Regions from separate parts of the Ovis aries genome. Here region 2 is linked to region 1. A link is a contact called in public Hi-C data. All regions are on one chromosome and are shown on one strand. Each heading gives the region's core, a stretch centred on a gene start, on an enhancer-like site or on the middle of the called end of the contact. The rest is flanking DNA. Distances are from core to core; before and after follow the strand shown.

What was found. A called contact is a pair of places that touch in the nucleus more often than the background predicts.
Region 2: a contact with region 1 is called in a Hi-C map of hypothalamus, with 6 times the contacts expected there. The contact joins two enhancer-like sites. A contact is called at or near these places in 4 of 16 Hi-C or Micro-C datasets (hypothalamus, liver and tail adipose tissue).

What each region holds. Positions count from the first base shown.
Region 1 is chr6:70,516,553-70,520,055 of ARS-UI_Ramb_v3.0, reverse strand. No RefSeq gene overlaps it. Among named protein-coding and RNA genes, the nearest start is that of PDGFRA, 82 kb to the right of the region's middle. Within about 2 kb of position 1,880, at least 7 of the 54 cell types and tissues checked have an H3K27ac peak or open chromatin away from gene starts, as enhancers often do. A contact at or near this core is called in hypothalamus, where this site is marked.
Region 2 is chr6:70,607,946-70,611,647 of ARS-UI_Ramb_v3.0, reverse strand. No RefSeq gene overlaps it. Among named protein-coding and RNA genes, the nearest start is that of PDGFRA, 170 kb to the right of the region's middle. Within about 2 kb of position 2,022, at least 4 of the 54 cell types and tissues checked have an H3K27ac peak or open chromatin away from gene starts, as enhancers often do. A contact at or near this core is called in hypothalamus, where this site is marked.

The sequences.
Region 1 (3,503 bases), core at 631-3,130:
CAATGTTAAAGAAATAGGTTTCTCTTTAAAGGAGACAGAGCTGAGTGAGAATAAGTTAAAATTTACAGGCTTACCTATGCAGCTCATATTATGTATTTACCCACTTTCAGTTTCCATTTCCTTGTCTCCTTATAGTATTAAAATAAAGTTGTAAAGATAAAATGATAGCTATAAATATATTGATATATATTCAAATATATATTGATGTATTTCCAGATATATATCTGAAATAAATATATATAGTTATATATCTGGCATATATAAAATGGTATTTATATTTATCTATAGATATAGATAGATAAATTAATATCTATTTATTAGATACAGATATCAATAAAATATCTGTTCATATGTCTCATAGATATATAAAGTTCTCAGTCCACAGCAGACTCTTCACAAATGCCAGCCAATCACACACACACGCACAGACTCCTAATCACTGGCCTTTTTTCACACTTAAAATAAGAACCAGCTGATTTAAATTATAATCCTCCGCCAGTGCTCACGTGTGAAGAATTGGTACTTTCAGACCCTGGGAAGCCTCCTCGGCTGGCTGGGAGACAGACTCAGTAGTGTGAAGCTTTCCCAGGCACTTGGTTTGCATCAGGCAGATGCCCACAAACCTCTCATTCATAGAGCGCCCAAGCCTGGGCTGGGGCAGCAGAGCAGATGGGAGATAACCGGGTCTTTCATGCACTTAGACACTGAATAGAATTTCTGGGGGGTTTCCCTCTCTCTGGGCAGGCTGCTCTTGACTTTGCACCAATGAACAAATTTTGTAAATGTGGACATCAATTTAGAAAATTTATGTATGGTACCCAGGTTTAATCAATGGATACCAAAACTGGCCTCACTAACTCTCTAGTTTAGAAATGATACTACTCATGAGGCATCCAGACACAGCAGCTAGGACAGCTGATTATCTCCGACTGGCACCCCCATTTCATATACACTATCTCAGATCAGAGTAGTGGCTGCCAGAGAGGACGTGGTCGGGGATGGAGTGGAGGGCCATCTGACTAAAGGGGATCAGTATATGGTAACACATGGAAACTAAATTTTTGGTGGTCAGCATGCAGGGCATACAGAAATAGAAATACAATGTTGTACACATGAAACTCATATAATGTTATAAACCAATGTTACCTCAATAAAGAATAAATGTAAACACACATATACACAAACACTTGGTCCTGTCAGATCCCCTATTTCAAATATGCTGTGAGGCTGTGAGTGTGTCAGGCTGTGTCCTGGTTTGGGTCTTTGAAAATACGGTCACCAGTTAGAGACAGAGGAGAAAGTAGGACATCCTTTTCTTCTCAAACTTAAAAGAAAATTATTTATTACAAAACCAACATCCTAGCCAGCAACATGACCAGAAATTTTACTGAAAGAAAAACTCACCCCTAAACCAAACATAGCAAGAAATCAAAATGTTTTCTTTTTTGGATGTACCCTTTGCCATCCCTAATTTGTGAAATACTTGTGATCAAGCATTTAAAAAAAAACCACCAGGCAATGCCAAGGCTATGTGAGCTCTCAGACCTGCCCTCTCCCACCCTCTCGGCTGGCTCTCCTACAGACACATAGATGCAAGCCACGGGACGCCATCCCCTCCTCTCCAGCCCACCTGCAGATGGCCCAAGTGAACACCCCTAACTCCCTATCAATCAATGTTTCAAAACATCACCTACTGCGTGTTCAGTTCTTCTAGACACAAAGGGGTAGGGGAGGAGGGCTGCAGGAAAGAAACAGAGGGCCTGGTCCTAACTCTCCAGGGGCGTTTCCATGGCAACAGGAAGGGGGGTGGTGGAGGGGGTGGAAAAGGGCACAGTTTGAGTGAGAGGCCAGGGCCCAACTGGGGTTCGTGCCCTGTTTCGTGTGTTCAGGATGCAGCTGCCTTCTTTGTCCTTTGTGAATGAAGCCACCGATTGTAGTTTCTGGGGCAGTTTCCCAAAAGTGTGTCATGAGAAAGAGGCAAGATGTTAATGTGCTGAGCAGAAAAAAACAATTCCATAGCCAGATGAGTTGGGACATGAGGGTTAAGGAAAAACAAACAGGTCTCTTTCTGCAAGAGATCTTAAAGCATTTTTTTTCTCCTGAGGAGCAGCATGCATCTCAACCAGGGCACTGAAGCTTGCTGCATTTCTCAAGTGTGTATGGGCCCAGAGGAGAACATCTCCAGAAAGCAGCTTCAATAATTCACTTTGGGAAATGCAGCTGCAGAATATTCACTCGCATACCTGCTGAAAACCGTATACTAGATTCTCCCAGGTATTTCCAGCCAAGAAGAAGCCATTCTCTTGCCTTCTTTCCCATGCCTGGGAAATAGAGGAATTGGAGGGAAATTAGATGTTAGGCCGGAAGACACCTATATAGAGAGGTGTCCCAGAGAGGACTGAGAAGGGAAAGGATCCAATAAAAGATACCGTTTACAAAGCACTTTCTCTTAGGAGTTACTTAGCACTTTTTCAAAGGACTTACTGGGTCCCAGCTACTGCTATAACCAAAATCAACTGTAGTCCCCAAACAGAAGTTTCCATGGCCACCTTTCTGAGGTGCCATAGAAACCTCAGCCTTTCCCCCCATTGCCTTCTCTTTCTGAATATCCTCTTCACAGTTTCAATGGGAACCTGGGGAATGAGGTCATGGAAGACTCTGTGGCTCACCCTTCTCAGATGACTTAGGCTGTTTCAGGTCCCTTCCCTTCCTTCCAAGTTTCCTCCTATGTCTCCTGAGGTCACTCTGTTCTTCTTCTCTCTAGTCCAGTGGTTCCCAACCTTAGCTGCACATTAGAAATAGCTGAAGTTTTTAAAAGGTCCCAGTGGCCAAGTCTCAGCCCAGACAAATGAAGTCAGAATCTCTGGGGGGTGAAACTCAGGCATCAGTAATTTTAACAGCTCCTCGGGTGATTCCAATTTGCAACCAATGTTAAGAATTGCTGACAAAGTCCAAGAACAGAATTTTTAAGCAAGCCTATTTCTCAGGAAGCAGATTTGTTTTCGTCTGGAAGCCAGCCATCCTTTATTTGGAGCCCCAGATATTCTCTCCTGGGTACCCAAATCCTTATCTATTGGTATCTCTTAGTTATGACTGACGAATTTTCTGGAACCATCATGTTCTCTGCTCTGGGGCTCCAACTTCGCTTCTGTTCCTCTGACATCTCTATAGTTCAATCTGTATGTTAGGGGGCATCATTAGGCAGTCAGAGTGCAGTGTCTGCTTCTAAGAGCTTTGCTGCTTAATGATTCTTGCCAATTCCCAAGTTCTATTACTAACTCCAATTTCACCATCTTGATGCCATTAAGCCACTTTCTTGCTAGGAGTGACACCCCCAGACACTCATCTCCACCATTTCTCTTCTCAGAGAAGCCTAAGTGCAGAACATCAGCTCCCCTGTAAGATTTTAGTCTGTGATTAGAAGGGTGCAGTAGACTATGCCCTGAAACTGGGGGAAATGAATAGAAAATGTCACCTGACCTAAAATGGGAAGGAATGGAATC
Region 2 (3,702 bases), core at 773-3,272, 91 kb before region 1:
TTGATGGGAGGTATGACTAGCCCAAGGCCATACAGGGGTGATGTTAGGACTTGAACTTGAGTGCTTAGTTCTTTCCTCCATGACCCGGAAACCTCCTATACCTAGGTCTGCTTCTGGTGTTTGGGCACATAGGCTAGTAGAAAGATATTTTGAAAGTTACTCAAGTGTAGATAAATTGAGCAATATGTTCCACTTCATTTTAAAGTGACATGGCTATTATCAACTTGTTTCATTTCTGGGAACAAAGAAGGTTTTCATTTATAAGGCAGAATCATTAACAGAAGTATTTCCCATGTATGACTGGAGTTGATCCCTGCTGTAGCTTTATTCTGCTTTTGACATGTTTATTATTGTGATAGTAAAAGTCAAGAAATGCAGAAGCCTTGAATGCAGACAGGCCAAAATTAACTTCTAATATAGTCAGCTGAAAGAAACTGACCTCTGAGCCACTGTAGTCGTCAAATGTAGATATTACCCGAGAAAGGAAACTTTGAAAGATTTAATGTCCTTAGATGTCTCATTGCATTTTTTTCTGTGACCCAGTCTTGTTCCTCTGAAGTTCTTATGTGTACAGAAGAGAACTCTTTAGAGTTTTTGATTAAATACTCTTGATAGATGAGTAATACTATTTATATCAAACAGTTTAGTCTATAATGGCATGTAGCGCTATTGAAGGAATGTAGTTGCCCATATTTTAAAATTCAAATATAAATGGGGAAATCTGGCTAATTTTAAGCAATGTTAAATTTTTAAAGACAGAATTTTAAGGTATCAAGAAAAGACAAGTAAATCAAATACACTTCAATATTAAAAAAAAAAGAAAAAATTTCTTGGTATAAAAAGGCTATATATTCTCAGGAATAAAAGTATAGGTGAAATAAAAAACAGAGAAACTAAAACATAATGGCTTGAGCACAGACAGAAGAATTTTAAAATCAGATTAAAAATAGGGGATAATTACAGATCAGGTTTTTGAACAGCAATTTACTTCCCTGTCACTAGATGGGGCTCACTAGTCGAGGTTATTTTCTTTCCAGATTTGCATTTTGTGTCAGACAACATAAAGAATTCAATTGGGATTGGGGTTCAGCATTTTAAAAGATAAGTTATTGGAAGGTATTCAATGGGAATCCTAATAAGATTGACTTTTTTTGTTGACCACAATAGTCTTATTGAGCAAAGCTAGCTTTATCCCAATTTAACATGAAATAGGTCACTATTAGAAAAGACAGCTTTATTGTGTTTGTATTCGGGATTAACGGATAAAATAAATAGTTCTTTTCTTCCCACAGGGGTTGATGAGCCAGCTTTATTCTAAATGACTGAAGACTTCTGTTCTTTTCAACAAACACAGTCCTCCAATTAGGAGCTGCAAATAAGATTATATGCCCTGAATAAGTCTGAAAAGTCCTTTTATAATTAGAAAGTTTGTGTGTGGGAAGTGGAAGCAGCATTAAGTGTTCACTGTGGCTTTATTAAGAAAGTGACATGAAGATTTCCCAAATCCTCATCTGAGTACTCTAAAATGATAAAATAAAAATCATAGAAAACAGTACGTATATTCCATTTCTTTTTTTTTCCCCTGAAAGCTTACACATCTAAGCTGTAGAAACAAATTCATGGTTTTTATTTTATCGGGCATATTTTAGAAACAGTGTTATTTCATGTGCAAAATTATTAAAATACAAGTGAAAGTAATTTTGCTTAACGAATAGAATTAAAAGGGCTTTGTCAATATAGAACATTCTGGATATTTTCACTGGAGCCCCTTTTTTGATTATCACTATGTTACTACTATGATATAATATTTTGTTAACTACTGCTGGATTTGATATATTTAGCTCCCTAGCCTGCAGATACACAGTAGTTATTGTATTCTTTTAACCTTGTAGAGCAACCAGATTTTAGTATGTAAATGGATATTTCCTGGATGAATAAATACCCTCTCCACAGTGTGCTCAAGGACCCAGTGAGATGCAATCCCCACAGCCTCACAGAATAAGATGCAGTCACATAAGGCAGCTTCCTCTGAACCAAGGATGGGGGAAGGCAAAGGTGACGTAGGAGAGGATAAGCTGAGAGTGCCTAGATATGAGGGGAAAACCGCAGCTCAGACACAACTGACAGAAGCGAGTCCAGTCTCCAGCTCAGCTTCTTCTACAAATATACTTTGGGAGCTTACCTTACCAGACACTGTCCTGGGCTTATGGATACAGCCGTGGACAGGTCAAAGACCCCTGCCCTTACGGAATTACATTCTAGTCACTTCTTGACTGTGTGACTCTGTTGTATCATTTTGGGTCACACTTTTTATCTGCAAAATGGCATAACAATACCTACTTCACAGGGTGAGTAGACTGGAAATAATAAAGCTAGAGGACCCAGAAAGGCACTGACACCTAGGGGGCCATTCAAGAAATATTTCATGAACGCATGTGTATATAGTCAGGGACTAACTCTCTATGGGTTTCCCTGGTGGCTCAGTGGTAAAGAATCCACCCACCAATACAGGAGGCAAGGCTTCTATCCCTGGGTCAAGAAGATCCTCTGGAGAAGGAAATGGGAACACACTCTAGTATTTTTATCTAGGAAATTCCATGGACAGAGGAGACTCGCGGGCTATAGTCCTTGAGGTCACAAAAGAGTTGGACATGCCTTAGCGACTAAAATAATAAGAACTCTCTGTAGCTGGTTTCCTAGACTATTAAACCCTTAAAATTAAATTGCAGATATCACCTCCTGACCCCTGAATTTTATGTACACATAATACACAAACACACACAGCCATGATTGAGAATCACTAAATATCTCAGGAGTAAAAAGATTCTATTGAGCTTTACTTTGTCTAGTTTAAGTTATGAAAAAAATGGGAAATGAAATTGGATAACAATATTGAATATGATCTTTCAAACTATACTCTCCCTACTTCACCCTTATCCAATCCAGAAATGTAGACAAGTCCCTCCCTCTAATGGTCACCATGCCAAATAGACATTGAATGTGCTTAGCTTCTCGCCTGTTGAATTGAGAGAACTTTCATTTCCAGATGGAGCCATTGGCTTTATGTCATAGCAAGGTATATTTTAGACCAATGGTCCACCTGGCTGCATGCTGAAGTCATCTGGAGGAGCTCTATAACAACACCTAGGACCTATGATTCTTTACCGATAGTCCATAGTGTCGCAAAGAGTTGAACATGACAGAAGCTATTTAGCACAGTACCTATGATGTCTTGGCTATAACATCAAAAGCACAGGTAACAAAAGCAAAATAAGCAAGTGGGACTCTGTGAAATTAAAACAATTTTGTAGAGCAAAGGTTACAATCAACAAAATGAAAAAGAAAGCTACTGAATAGAAGAAAAGATTTGCAAACCATATATGTGATAAGAGGTTAATATCCAAAATGTATAAGGAACCCTTACAATTCAATAGCGAAAAACCAAATAGTTAGCAAAGGCCTTGAATAGACATTGCTCTAAAAAAAGACACACAAACTGCCAAAAGTTACATGAAAATGTGCTCAACATCATTAATAATCAAGGACATGCAAATTAAAACTGTAATGAGACATCACCTCGTACCCAATAGGATGGCATTAAAAACAAAGCCAGAAAATAACATGTTGGTAAGGATGTGGAGAAATTGAAAACTTGAACATCAATGGTAGAAATGTAAAACAGAATCAGTTCAGTTCAGTCGC